4 separate regions of the Mus musculus genome follow, and regions 1, 2 and 3 are each linked to region 4. The links are chromatin contacts, called in public ChIA-PET maps. All regions are on one chromosome and are shown on one strand. Each heading gives the region's core, a stretch centred on a gene start, on an enhancer-like site or on the middle of the called end of the contact. The rest is flanking DNA. Distances are from core to core; before and after follow the strand shown.

Evidence for each region. ChIA-PET counts read pairs in DNA pulled down with a chosen protein or histone mark.
Region 1: an RNA polymerase II ChIA-PET map of memory CD8 T cells shows a contact between it and region 4, with 129 read pairs. The contact joins the promoter of Tmsb10 here to the promoter of Mat2a in region 4. A contact is called at or near these places in 4 of 39 promoter capture datasets (the 3T3-L1 cell line, cranial neural crest, hematopoietic stem and progenitor cells and 1 more), 1 of 484 Hi-C or Micro-C datasets (embryonic stem cells) and 4 of 115 datasets of contacts at active chromatin or transcription factors (effector CD8 T cells, embryonic stem cells, memory CD8 T cells and 1 more).
Region 2: an RNA polymerase II ChIA-PET map of memory CD8 T cells shows a contact between it and region 4, with 76 read pairs. The contact joins the promoter of Polr1a here to the promoter of Mat2a in region 4. A contact is called at or near these places in 1 of 39 promoter capture datasets (pre-B cells), 4 of 115 datasets of contacts at active chromatin or transcription factors (embryonic stem cells, extraembryonic endoderm stem cells, memory CD8 T cells and 1 more) and 4 of 9 other capture datasets (adipose tissue, embryonic stem cells, liver and 1 more).
Region 3: a contact with region 4 is called in an RNA polymerase II ChIA-PET map of memory CD8 T cells, with 40 read pairs. The contact joins the promoter of Chmp3 here to the promoter of Mat2a in region 4. A contact is called at or near these places in 2 of 115 datasets of contacts at active chromatin or transcription factors (memory CD8 T cells and pancreatic cancer cells).

The regions. Positions count from the first base shown.
Region 1 is chr6:72,957,042-72,959,741 of GRCm38.p6, forward strand. Tmsb10 (thymosin, beta 10) reads right to left here and starts at 1,442. Exons shown (of 3, transcript NM_025284.4): 1 at 1,296-1,442; 2 at 872-983; 3 at 306-611. The coding sequence starts at 971. The coding sequence ends at 577.
Region 2 is chr6:71,907,707-71,910,406 of GRCm38.p6, forward strand. Polr1a (polymerase (RNA) I polypeptide A) reads left to right here and starts at 1,347. Exons shown (of 34, transcript NM_009088.3): 1 at 1,347-1,533. The coding sequence starts at 1,457. Ptcd3 (pentatricopeptide repeat domain 3) reads right to left here and starts at 1,056. Exons shown (of 24, transcript NM_027275.3): 1 at 928-1,056; 2 at 88-140. The coding sequence starts at 1,034.
Region 3 is chr6:71,542,494-71,545,193 of GRCm38.p6, forward strand. Chmp3 (charged multivesicular body protein 3) reads left to right here and starts at 1,359. Exons shown (of 6, transcript NM_025783.4): 1 at 1,359-1,540. The coding sequence starts at 1,496.
Region 4 is chr6:72,438,175-72,440,874 of GRCm38.p6, forward strand. It overlaps Mat2a (methionine adenosyltransferase II, alpha), which reads right to left and starts at 1,382. Exons shown (of 9, transcript NM_145569.5): 1 at 1,172-1,382. The coding sequence starts at 1,262. Particl (promoter of Mat2a antisense radiation induced circulating long non-coding RNA) reads left to right here and starts at 509. Exons shown (of 1, transcript NR_046011.1): 1 at 509-2,441.

The DNA.
Region 1 (2,700 bases), core at 192-2,691, 520 kb after region 4:
CTTCTGGTGTGCGTGAAAGGTTAAGAGGGCAGAAGAAAAGGTAGGATTTGAAGAGCCGATCAAAAGCAAAGCTTAATCTTTTGGACAGCATTTTTCAAAATGGGGTTAAAATTGACATGGATCGCATTAAGGGCGAAGCAACTGAGAACCCAGGAAACCGCATGTCGAGAAGCACGTAAAACAAAAATAAAAACGATACATCCTCCTCACCCATTCTACCACGTCCCCTCCTCTCTCCCTGCGGCACAACTCACTCCCAGACCGCTCTGCCCACGCATACTCAACTAAAAAATTCAGACCACGCCAACCATGCCACGAGGTGTTTTTATTTTCATCAATCATACAAATAATTTTCTATAATATCCCAGGGCAAACCGGTGAAATTTGGCAGTCCGATTAGTGGAGGGGTCCCCTTCAGAGACCCGCGGGCCGGTGGCATCGGCTCGGAGTGCCCGGGTTTCACAGTGCAGCTTGTGGCTCGCGTCCATCTTGCAGGTGGCTCTTCCTCCACATCACGAGGGGGTCTTGGAGATGATGGGGCGGGGTGGGGTGGGGTGGGGAAATCTTCCTAGGCTTTTAGGAGATTTCACTCCTCTTTTCCTGTTCAATGGCTGCGAAGGGAGGGATGTGGTCATTGGAGCTACCTTACAGCCCCCCATACCCAACCCACAAACCTGGTGTGGGTGAGGCACCCACGAGGCCTGCGGACAGAGAAGGGGTTTGGAAGAGACAAAGTGCTTTGTGTGACTGGAAGGGTGGCTGTGGCCTTAGATTCGGGGTGGGAAGATAGTGGCCGGATGGGGGTGGGGGTGCCGGGCTGGCACAGCAGGGAAGGGAGGAGCGCTGGGGTGGGAACCCGGGGCACACTTACTCTCTTTGGTCGGCAGGGTGTTCTTCTCCTGCGTCTCGGTTTTCTTCAGCTTGGCCTTATCGAAGCTGGCGATTTCCCCCATGTCCGGCTTGTCTGCCATTTTCTTACAACTCTGATGGGCGAAACAAGGTGATAATGGGTGGCCAGGGGCTTGGGGGTGACCAGCGCGTCCTGGATCCCGCGCCTTCCGCGAACGCCTCTCAACGTGGCATTCCCAGTCCTGGGCGTTCCCGCAGCCCGGAGGCCGAGGATCCTAGACTCGTCCACCACACCCTCCCTCCGAAGCCCCAGGGCGTGGCCTGCTAGCCCCAGAAGATTCCAAACCGCCGGGTCGCCTGTTGCAACCGAAGGGGAACGCGCCCGCCAGCCATAAACTGGCCCGACCCCACCCAGGGTAGGCCCCAAGGCCGGCGCTGTGCCTTACCGTGGATTCTCCTTCCGAGCTCGCGCTCCAGGTGCTCCCACTCTCGTTGCTGCAGCAAGAGACAAAAGAGCGGCGCCCGCCCCTCGTCTTATATACACCGCGCCCCGCCCCGCCTCTCGCCCGCCGCAACGAGGGCGTGGCCAGCCCGCGCGGAGGGCGTGGCCAGCGCGCGCGGGGGCTGGGGGGCGCTCAGCATCTCCAGGCTGCCTGGGGCTCCGCCCTTCTCGGCCCGCGTTCCTAACCCGTTGCGATCCCGCGTGGAGGGTGGCAGGCACCAGCTCCCGGTGGTCTCTTTTCTTGATATATCTCCTTTTCCTAGTACCCAGGAGCCTGCTGCTCACCCCGCGGGAAGGGCGTGGGGGGGGGGGCAGCGGGGAAGGACTTGGGGTTTTGTTGAATGTATGTGTGGTGTAGGGTTGTGGGTGTGCGGGCGAGCACGCGCGCTCTGCTGCAGCCCTGCTCGCGGGAGACACCCCACCCGCGTCGCCTCAAGTCTCTTGCGTTTGCTCTCCAGAGTCTCCTTCTTTCTATTTTCTTGTGGTTGGTGCTTCTTAAAACAAGCTGTTTTCAGGCATTGTCTAAGGGCGGAGGTGGGAGCTAGGACTCCCGGGAGGGCTCCGCTGTTCCTTTTCTCAGTGGCCTTTTAGAAACACTGTACTGGAGGGTGCGGTTTTTCTCCTTCAGTTAACCTTCAATGTGGTTTTTAGAAGGAAAAAGAGGGGAAAAAGCTCCTGTGCCTGCAAACCTTGCTTTTTCTTGTTAACCCATTCCAGGAGTGGGATACTGCACTCCTGAAAAAGTTACCTCTTCAGCTCCTACAACCCCCATGGACAGTGAGTTCTATTATATCACCCAGGGCTGAAACGCCATCCATCCCCACTCCCATCCCTTTTCCTGTGTTGAATATAGAGCATATTCTACTGATAGAAGAAAAAGAGGAGAAACATTTCCTGAACGGCAAACTTCATGGTTCAGATAGACAGACAAAGAGCAAAATATCTTTGCTTGAAGTAATAACAGTTTAGTGGGGGTGGGGGTTGTAGAGAGTTGTCTCATCCACGTGGGGCTCACCCACACGGTGGCTTACAAGCATCTGTAGCTCTAGTTTTAGGAGACTTGGCATCCTCTTCTGGCCTGCTTGGGCACCAGGTATGAGTTTGGTGTGCATAAAACACTCATGCACATAAAATAAAAATAAATCTTTTAAAGAAAGTTGTTTCTTATGTAACACAATCCTGTGATTTCTGTACTAGTCTCCTTTTTAAAAAATTATTTTCTTTAGAAAGGGCGTCACCTGTTTATGTAGCCATATGTTTATGGATCTCAGTATGTAGATCAGCCTGGATTTGAACTCATAGAGATTGGCCTGTTTCTTGAATGTTAGGCCTAAAAGCCTGTGTTATCA
Region 2 (2,700 bases), core at 97-2,596, 530 kb before region 4:
ATAAAAATAAACAATTTTCTAACAACACAAAGAAATACAATGTCTTTTCATTTTTAAAAACTTCTATTTCCATAGTTTTAAAAATACCTGTTATATCTGATCCTTCAACCTTTGGGAGGGATTCAGTTCCAGCATAAAATCTGCATTAAAAACAAAACAACAAAAATCCCACTGTTAGCACTGCTCCCTGATGGCCTCAGCTCAGCTCCTACCGCTAGCTCTGCTGACTCAGCTCCACCCGCATGCACACATTCTGAGCCACATTTATAGAGGCATTTAGATGTAGTGTAAACTTGTAACCCAGTTTTATTTATTTTTTTGTATTGGTCCAAAGACATCGTATGAGCTAATTATCCACTCTACAACTGACTTAAAACCACCTCCTATTTCCACCAGGCCACTGCATGAAGGATGTACAAAGAAATTACATAAGTATTTGCAACACCACCAGATGGAAAGAATGGGGTCAGACGTTTTAAGGCTTTCTGCTTTTACTAAAGTCTTAGCTTATTCTTAGCTGAAGGTTCTCATAACGTTCAGTCCATACTGGTAATATTAGCCTGCCCTTTATTTGTGAAAGATCTGTTACTTTGCCCTTTCTTTTTTGCAGGGTTAAAATGAATAAGGGGGGGGGGTGATAAAGAAATTTGTGTAGGGGCTTGTAGCGGCACTCACGGAAATGTAAACTTCACGAGAACAGGGCCCTAGTTTAAAGGGTAATTTTGGCTATACATAGTATTGCAACCAACCAATAAAAATTTTCCGAAAGAATTCCCGAACTCGCAGATCTAAAGATCACTAAATACGACGCTACCTCGTGTTACCCTTGAGAGGGCCGGGCCTCGACCATACAAATGCCTTTGCATCTTACCTACTTTCACGACTCTCAGGGAAATGCAAGACCAAAATGACTCTGGGTCTTCTTACCTGCAACAGACCTTCGGTTCACACACACCCGTCCCCCGAGTGGTCTGCAGCAAGACAAGCCCGCTGCGAAAGGACAGGCGGCGAGCTGCAACCGCCGCCGCCGCCATCTTTGGACTCTTCGCGGAGCACGTCGGGAACGACCTCCGCCTCCAGGGTCGAGGGGCGGGGCTGGCGTGGAACGTCTCATCTCCAAACGGGTGGTCACAAGGTCCTGTTTGGCTAGACTAGCAGCGGAACGCTCAGTACACATCGTTCACCTCGAATAAACTTACTTGAAATGCTGTTCTAAAGTCTCCTGTGTAATTTTGCTTTTAAACTGAAGGAGGGTTTTGAGACAGTTTTCTTCCACTCCTTACCCACCCCGAAAGCAAAAATGAACTCGTCCAAGCCAATTTGCCAAGCCGCGGTTCTCGCACGCAAGCGCAGTGGAAAAACACATGGTGGCTCTGCGCTACAAGACTCAAGTGGCGTTCTCTGCGGCTGACTGGAACTTCTCTCGTAGTGACGGACCTCAAAACTGACTCGGAAGATGCTGGCCTCCAAGCACACACCATGGAGGCGGCTTCAGGGCATTTCCTTCGGAATGTATTCGGCCGAAGAGCTCAAGTAAGGAGTTAGTGGGATGCGTGTAGAACAGGGTTGTGGAAGTTGGAGCTGGGAACTACGATTCCCAGAAGGCTTTGAGCCGAGCCAGTCCGGGGGCGGCGGGGTCGGGGTGGGGGGTGGGGGGCTGGCTGCCTAGTGCTTGCTTGCTGGTAATGGGAAGGAATGCGCTTGCTGCATTTTCATCTGTTCATCTTCCTCATTAATCAACTAGTTTTATGTCATTTATAATCACATTACATCACACGCTTATCAACTTCCTAATTAGTCTCCTCTGGTCCAAGCGATGATGAACTTTTAAATCTTGGATCAAGACCCTGGCTATGAAGTCCTGGGGACTCTTCTCTAATGCTTTTTGATCACGATAGCATACACGCTTCTTAGACTCCCATTAATAACTCAACATGCATTAAAAACTCCCAGCATTGCCGGGCAGTGGTGGCGCACGCCTTTAATCCCAGCACTTGGGAGGCAGAGGCAGGCGAATTTCTGAGTTCGAGGCCAGCCTGGTCTACAGAGTGAGTTCCAGGACAGCCAGGACTACACAGAGAAACCCTGTCTTGAAAAAACAAACAAAACAAAACAAACCCTCCCAGCATTCAGGAGACAGAGGCAGGAGGATCTCTGTGGGTTCGAGGCCAATCTGGTCTTACAGAGTCAGTTCCAGAGCTTCGTGGACACAGAAAACCCGTCTCGAAAAATAAAAAAACAAACAAACAAAAAGGTAGACCACACTGGTAACATCAGCACTACCCCCTCTAGGACACATCTTGCCATTGCAATCTCCATATGTAATCAGTCAGTCTTCATTTCCCTGCCCCTGCCGCATGGTAACCACCTGTCTACTTTCTATTTCAGTTATTCTGACTGTTCAGGCCCCTATTCAAGTAAAAGGAGTCAGTCAGCCCCGACTTCTTGTAACTGGCCAATGCATTTAGCATACTGTCCTCAAAATTATAGATAAATAGATCAGAACTTCCTTCCTTTTTAGGGTTAAGTAAATAGAACATGATATAGATAGATAGATAGATAGATAGATAGATAAATAGATCAGAACTTCCTTCCTTTTTAGGGTTAAGTAAATAGAACATGATATAGATAGATAGATAGATAGATAGATAGATAGATGTGTGTGTGTGTGCGCGCGCGCGTACATGCCGATTCATCAGC
Region 3 (2,700 bases), core at 109-2,608, 900 kb before region 4:
GAGTACCCCGATATGAGAATACCTCTTATCTATAGTGTCTTTATGATCAGACTTTCTAAATTAAAAGAGGCAAGTTTGCTAAAAGCAAGGAGAATTAGTTGTTGGAGTGGTAGGAGGAAAGGGCTGGCTTGGTAGCAAATAAACAAATACTCTGAAAACAAACAAAAGTAAACAAACCCTCCCTCTGCATGAGAACAAAATAACAGGGTATCCAACCAGTTCAGAATAAACCAATGGACCATTGACAAAACACAAGGAAGGCCAAAGCTCAGAAGGAATTCAGCATCCACCTGAAGACGCAGCACAGCCAGGCACAGAACGCTTCATGTTCGTACCTGGTGCCCACCCGGGTGAAAGTGTGAATTAAAATGGGCAAAGTGGATGGCAGGTGCCATAAGTATGCCAGTTTAGTTCCTTTGTGTTTTAAAAGAGATTAGGAAACAAAAATCAGTAAAGGCCAAGGGAAGAGTCAGAGGAATGGATGTGGACAACATATCACATTCATGAATGAAATTCTCCAACAATAACATTTTAAAAATAATAAAGAAAATTAGGAGTCTGATTTCCTCTCCACCCAGCCAGTGGCCATATTACAATTTATAGAAAGCTATGATATGAAAGCCAGAACATATGCAGACTTAACTGTAAGATATACTAACTGGTTCCTTCCCAGAGGGAATAGACAATGGACCCAGGTTGCCTCTGTTCCATTAGAGAATATTTATGTTTATCATTAAAGTTTCAGTAAAGAAAATAGGGTTTTTTTTAAAAAAGATTTCCCCGGTGTTTGTTTTTTAAAGGTAAGATGAGGCTGTAGAAGTGGCTTCCTGTTCTTCCAGGGGCCCAAGTTTCCTTGCACAGTTCCTTGTCTATGAATCCATTTCTTTAATGTGTGCAGAATGCAAGTCTTTTGTTATCTCTTCTTTAAAAGTTAGTTTCAGCTGACTCGTGCAGGTCTGTTTAACCTTAATCTTACAAGCGAAACAAATGTTATAATCTGTTGAATCAATCCCTTCTTCTCCAGCTTCAGCATAAGATCACTGCTAGAACTTTTAAGACTTCCTACAAAGGGGAAAGAAGGCGATGTCAAGTTTTCGAGTAGGTGTGTAGATTTGCAGTCTGTGAGGTGACTACGGACCCAAAGAGAAACCCATCCACAAATATCTGGGAAGTGGTTGTAAATATGCGTGACAGCGTTGAGATATATATTTCTGGGCTAGCTGACAGGTTTTGGGTGTAGGCAATAAATATCTTAAGAGTTACTTCTATACTTCACTTAAGCTCCCTTATGAGCAATGGTGTCATCCACACTGTAGAACCCCACCCAACTTAACTCTGCGCCTGCGCCGCGCGCGTGCGTACTAGCCCTGCTGCCGCCGCGCCCTTCTCTGGGCGTCTGATTCCCTTCCTCCCAGCCCCGCCCAGGCGGCTGCCCGTGACCTGCCTGGGCGCAGGGAACGGAAAGTCGGAAGGGGTAAGAGGAGTTCAGTTCATCATGGGACTCTTTGGAAAAACCCAGGAGAAGCCTCCCAAAGAGCTGGTAAGGGCCAGCGACCGGGGAAGCTCCGCAGCGGAGGTGGGAACAGCCAGCTGCGCTCTCAGGCTGGCCCCTATTTCCGGGGCCTTCCACTCTGCCGAGGGGCCGAGGGAAGAGTTTAGGATTGGGATGTGAGGAGAAGCGCGCCTTGGCCGCTCGGCGTCCGACCCGGGTGTGTAGGGCCTGGTTAGGAGCACCTCGGCCTCGCCCCCAGGCGCTGGAGGCGCCACGCCGCCGGGCCCCGAGGAAGCACTCTCTCCCCTGCGCGCGGTGGTACGGGCCGCCCGGAACCTTTCTCCTGCGCAAGCCCCGCCCCCGCGCCGGCCTGCAGACCACCCGGAGGACTTGCCCTAGACCGGAAGGTTGTGTGCGGTGAACCGGGTCGGAGCCCCCAAAAAGTCCAGGCACCTGCCAGGCAGGTCCTTTTCTCGCTCTCCTCTGTGTGCAGGGAAGCCCGACTTGTGTTTATTCTAGAAGCTCAGTTCTCTCAGGCCCTACCCATAAGGATGCTACCGAAAACAGTTCGGATCCTACTCTGAATCCTTAGATCTGCCTATCAATTGAGTTATTTTAGAAACCAAGTATCAGCCGCCTAAGTTTGAGTCCTACTTTTAGACGTCTCGGCTCTCTGATCTCGAAAAACTTGTCCGAGACTTCTCCTATGTCAAGTAGGAAGAGTGCTACCGCAGTAATTGACCATTGAAGGATGTGAAGTTTGAGCTAGTAGTGGTAGTGAAGGTGCATTCTTTTTTTTGTTTTGTTTTTGTTTTTTTCGAGACAGGGTTTCTCTGTGTAGACCTGGCTGTCCTGGAACTCTCTTTGTAGACCAGGCTGGCCTCGAACTCAGAAATCCGCCTGCCTCTGCCTCCCAAGTGCTGGGATTAAAGGCATGCGCCACCACCGCCCAGCGTGAAGGTGCATTCTTTACACACCCAGCCTTATTACTGACCACCAGTAGTCGCACCAACAGTACCAGCTCCCAGCACATAGCACTTGTGGGGTCCCATTCCAGACCTACTAAATCAGATTTAAATTATGACTATCCCGAGTGGTTAGAATGTGCCTTGACCTTTGAGAAGCACTGTTTCTACAGCACTCAAACTTGTCCTTCTAAACCTTTAGTTCACTTATGGAAGTGTAGCTGTCAAGCCAGTCTAATTAAC
Region 4 (2,700 bases), core at 132-2,631:
GACAGGGTCTTACACGTGGCCCAGGCTGACAAACTAAACTGCTTCCATACTTTAAACGCTGGGATTGTAGTAGTTAGTGTACCACTGTGCTTGGCTCTATGTTCCTTGATTTTTGTTACTACCCCAAAATGTGTATTGCAGCCACAGAACCTTAAGATGGAATCTAATGGCTGTACTAAGGAGTGATTCAATAGATATGGAGATACTCCTTTCCTTGAGGGGAGTGTGGGAGGAGCCACAGCAACACTTGTCTTTCAACCATCACTCATCAAGATGCTCCTCACAAGCCATGTAATAATATTGCTGTGGACCCCCTGCGAACGGAAACAGCTCAAACTGAATATTAGTATTTACTAAATGGTTATGTTCCATCTGAAACCCAAAGTCCATATAATAGATTCATTATAACCGATCTCATCATGGCGGTTCAGTGGACAAAGCCTTAAGGAAACATGAAATAAATCCTCCTTTAGTTGTAGGAAAAAGACCAAAGGGAAGACTTTAAAACGAAACCTAACGCGATGGGAGTATACACTTAATTCATGCACTTCATCCTTTTCAAGCACACTCTAAATAAGGGATGCCTTCTCTAATTCGCGCTATATTTAGTCAGTGGCAGTCTGTCACCTTGAAGGCTAAAGGGCATGTCTACCCATGCTCTTAAGCGTTTTCCAGGGGCCGGAAGTCAGGGATATTAGAGATGGGACCTTCGGAGACACCAGCCCCCACTTCCAAACTAGGGGTCGGGTGGGTAGAGGCCGCCAGCTCCGCTTCGCCCCAATTCCACATGCGGCGAACACGTGGTAGCCGCTGCAATGCGGGGCGCGCGCTCCCGGCGGCCGGACGCGAGCACGCGGGGCGGGGTCGCCCACTTGAGGTTTTTCCAGGCGACGGGACTAAAGAGGAGGAAGCAGTGCCCTCCCCGCGCCGATCTCAAAACTGCCTCGAGCCCCCGCCCTTCTCGATTTCTGGAACCTTCCGCATGCCGGGGCGCGCCGCCGGATGAGGAGCGGAGAAAGGGGGAGGGGAGCGGGGCCGCACATTGCAAACTCGCGGCGCCACGAGGGAAGCGCGCGGCCGCTGCCATGCCCACCGCCGCCGGAGACGGCCTCGACCACCCCCAGCGCCACTGCCCTCCGCCCTTCCCTCCTCCGAGTCCCCGTCGGCTCACCTGGGTGACCTTCCCCTACAGACTCGGAAGTGAAGAGGAACGTCCCCTCCTCAATGAACGCCTCGTGGAAGCCGTTGAGCTGCCCGTTCATGGCGGCGGCGGTGAGAGAGGGCGACTCTGAGGAGACTGAGAGGCGGCGAGGCGGAGGGCTGCGGAAGACACAGAGGGAGGATCGCTTCAGCTCTCGGCAGGCTGGAGACTCGGAGCGAACGGAGCGGCGGGCGAAGCGGCCCAGTATTTATAGAGCAGGGGGTCGCGCGCGCCCGGCTCGGGCTCCGCCCCTCGGCGTCGCGCGCCAATGCGCCGCGGGCGGGCGGATGGGGGTTGGCAGGGAGGTCCGCCGAGCCGAGCTCCGGCTGAACCATTCTACCGATGGGGGGGGCGAGCAGAGCTAACCGGGCCTCCTGCCAGTAGTTAGTCATCTTGATGGCGTGGGTTAAATGGAGATGTAAGTGAGTAGACTTGGGGTTTACGCCCATCCCCACGTTGATTGCTGGAGAAGAGAGGATTTGGATTTGAAGGACGGCCTCCCCTGTACGAGGGTATGGTACATCCCTCCGACCGTTGCCCACGGAGGTCTGCCGGCGCGCGCGCCTCCCAGCGGCGGCCGTGGCGGTGGCGGCCGTTTTGTGCTGTGGCTCTCGCCGAGGGTCTTTCCTGCCACCACCACCCTCCATTCGCCACCTCGTGCACCAGCGCCGGGTGGCCCTCTGCCATGTGAAGGTGGCCATGTTGACTGGCCAGCGGAGGCTAATAGGCACTGCCCTTATCCATCCTACACGGTTCCCTCCGGGGAACGAGAGATTGTGAGGGGTTCTAGCCCTACCGTTAGTCATGCCTCGAGTAACTGCTCTGGGGAAAATGGCTGTAAAGCCAACTAGCAGGAATGCTGTATTGTTTTTCCGAACAATTGCCACTTGCCGGCGGCCTCCCCTCCCCCCTCGCCGAGCCTCGTGGACCCCCGTAGTCTGAGACGGTACTAGATTCTTTTCTATCCTAAATCTGACTTTGCATGGCTTGGTTTTCCATGCTTCCTAGGAAGAAATGGACGTTCCAATCTGTTCGAGAGAATATGAATGCTTCTTTCGTGTGTGTAGGGGAGGGCGCTATTCAAGCCTTCAAATGTGCTTCAGATGAGCTTGTCAAGGTCAAATGGCCTCGATTTTATGACACTTTCTCTTTTAAACTTTTGCAGTTGTCTCAGTTTTGCTCATGAAATGAATTAACAGACGGGGAAAAAAAGGGAAATAAAACTCCATACAGACAAAGAGTGGAGTCTGGAGCTAATTGCATGCAGAGACCCTCTATGAGGCCAGTGTCACACAACTGTTGGGTCCAGTCTTAGGGCAGGCCAGGAGCCTGGTGGCTTTTGAGAACCAGTGTTTGTCAAGAACATCGGGTTTTATGATGCTAGGGAACAGCCTGCTCCTAGCATAAGATGCACTTGACTGTGAGGCTGAATGACAACCTCCGGCTGCCAGCTGCCTTGCCTCAGAAAATTAGGTACACTATGAAAAGCAAGGGGCATT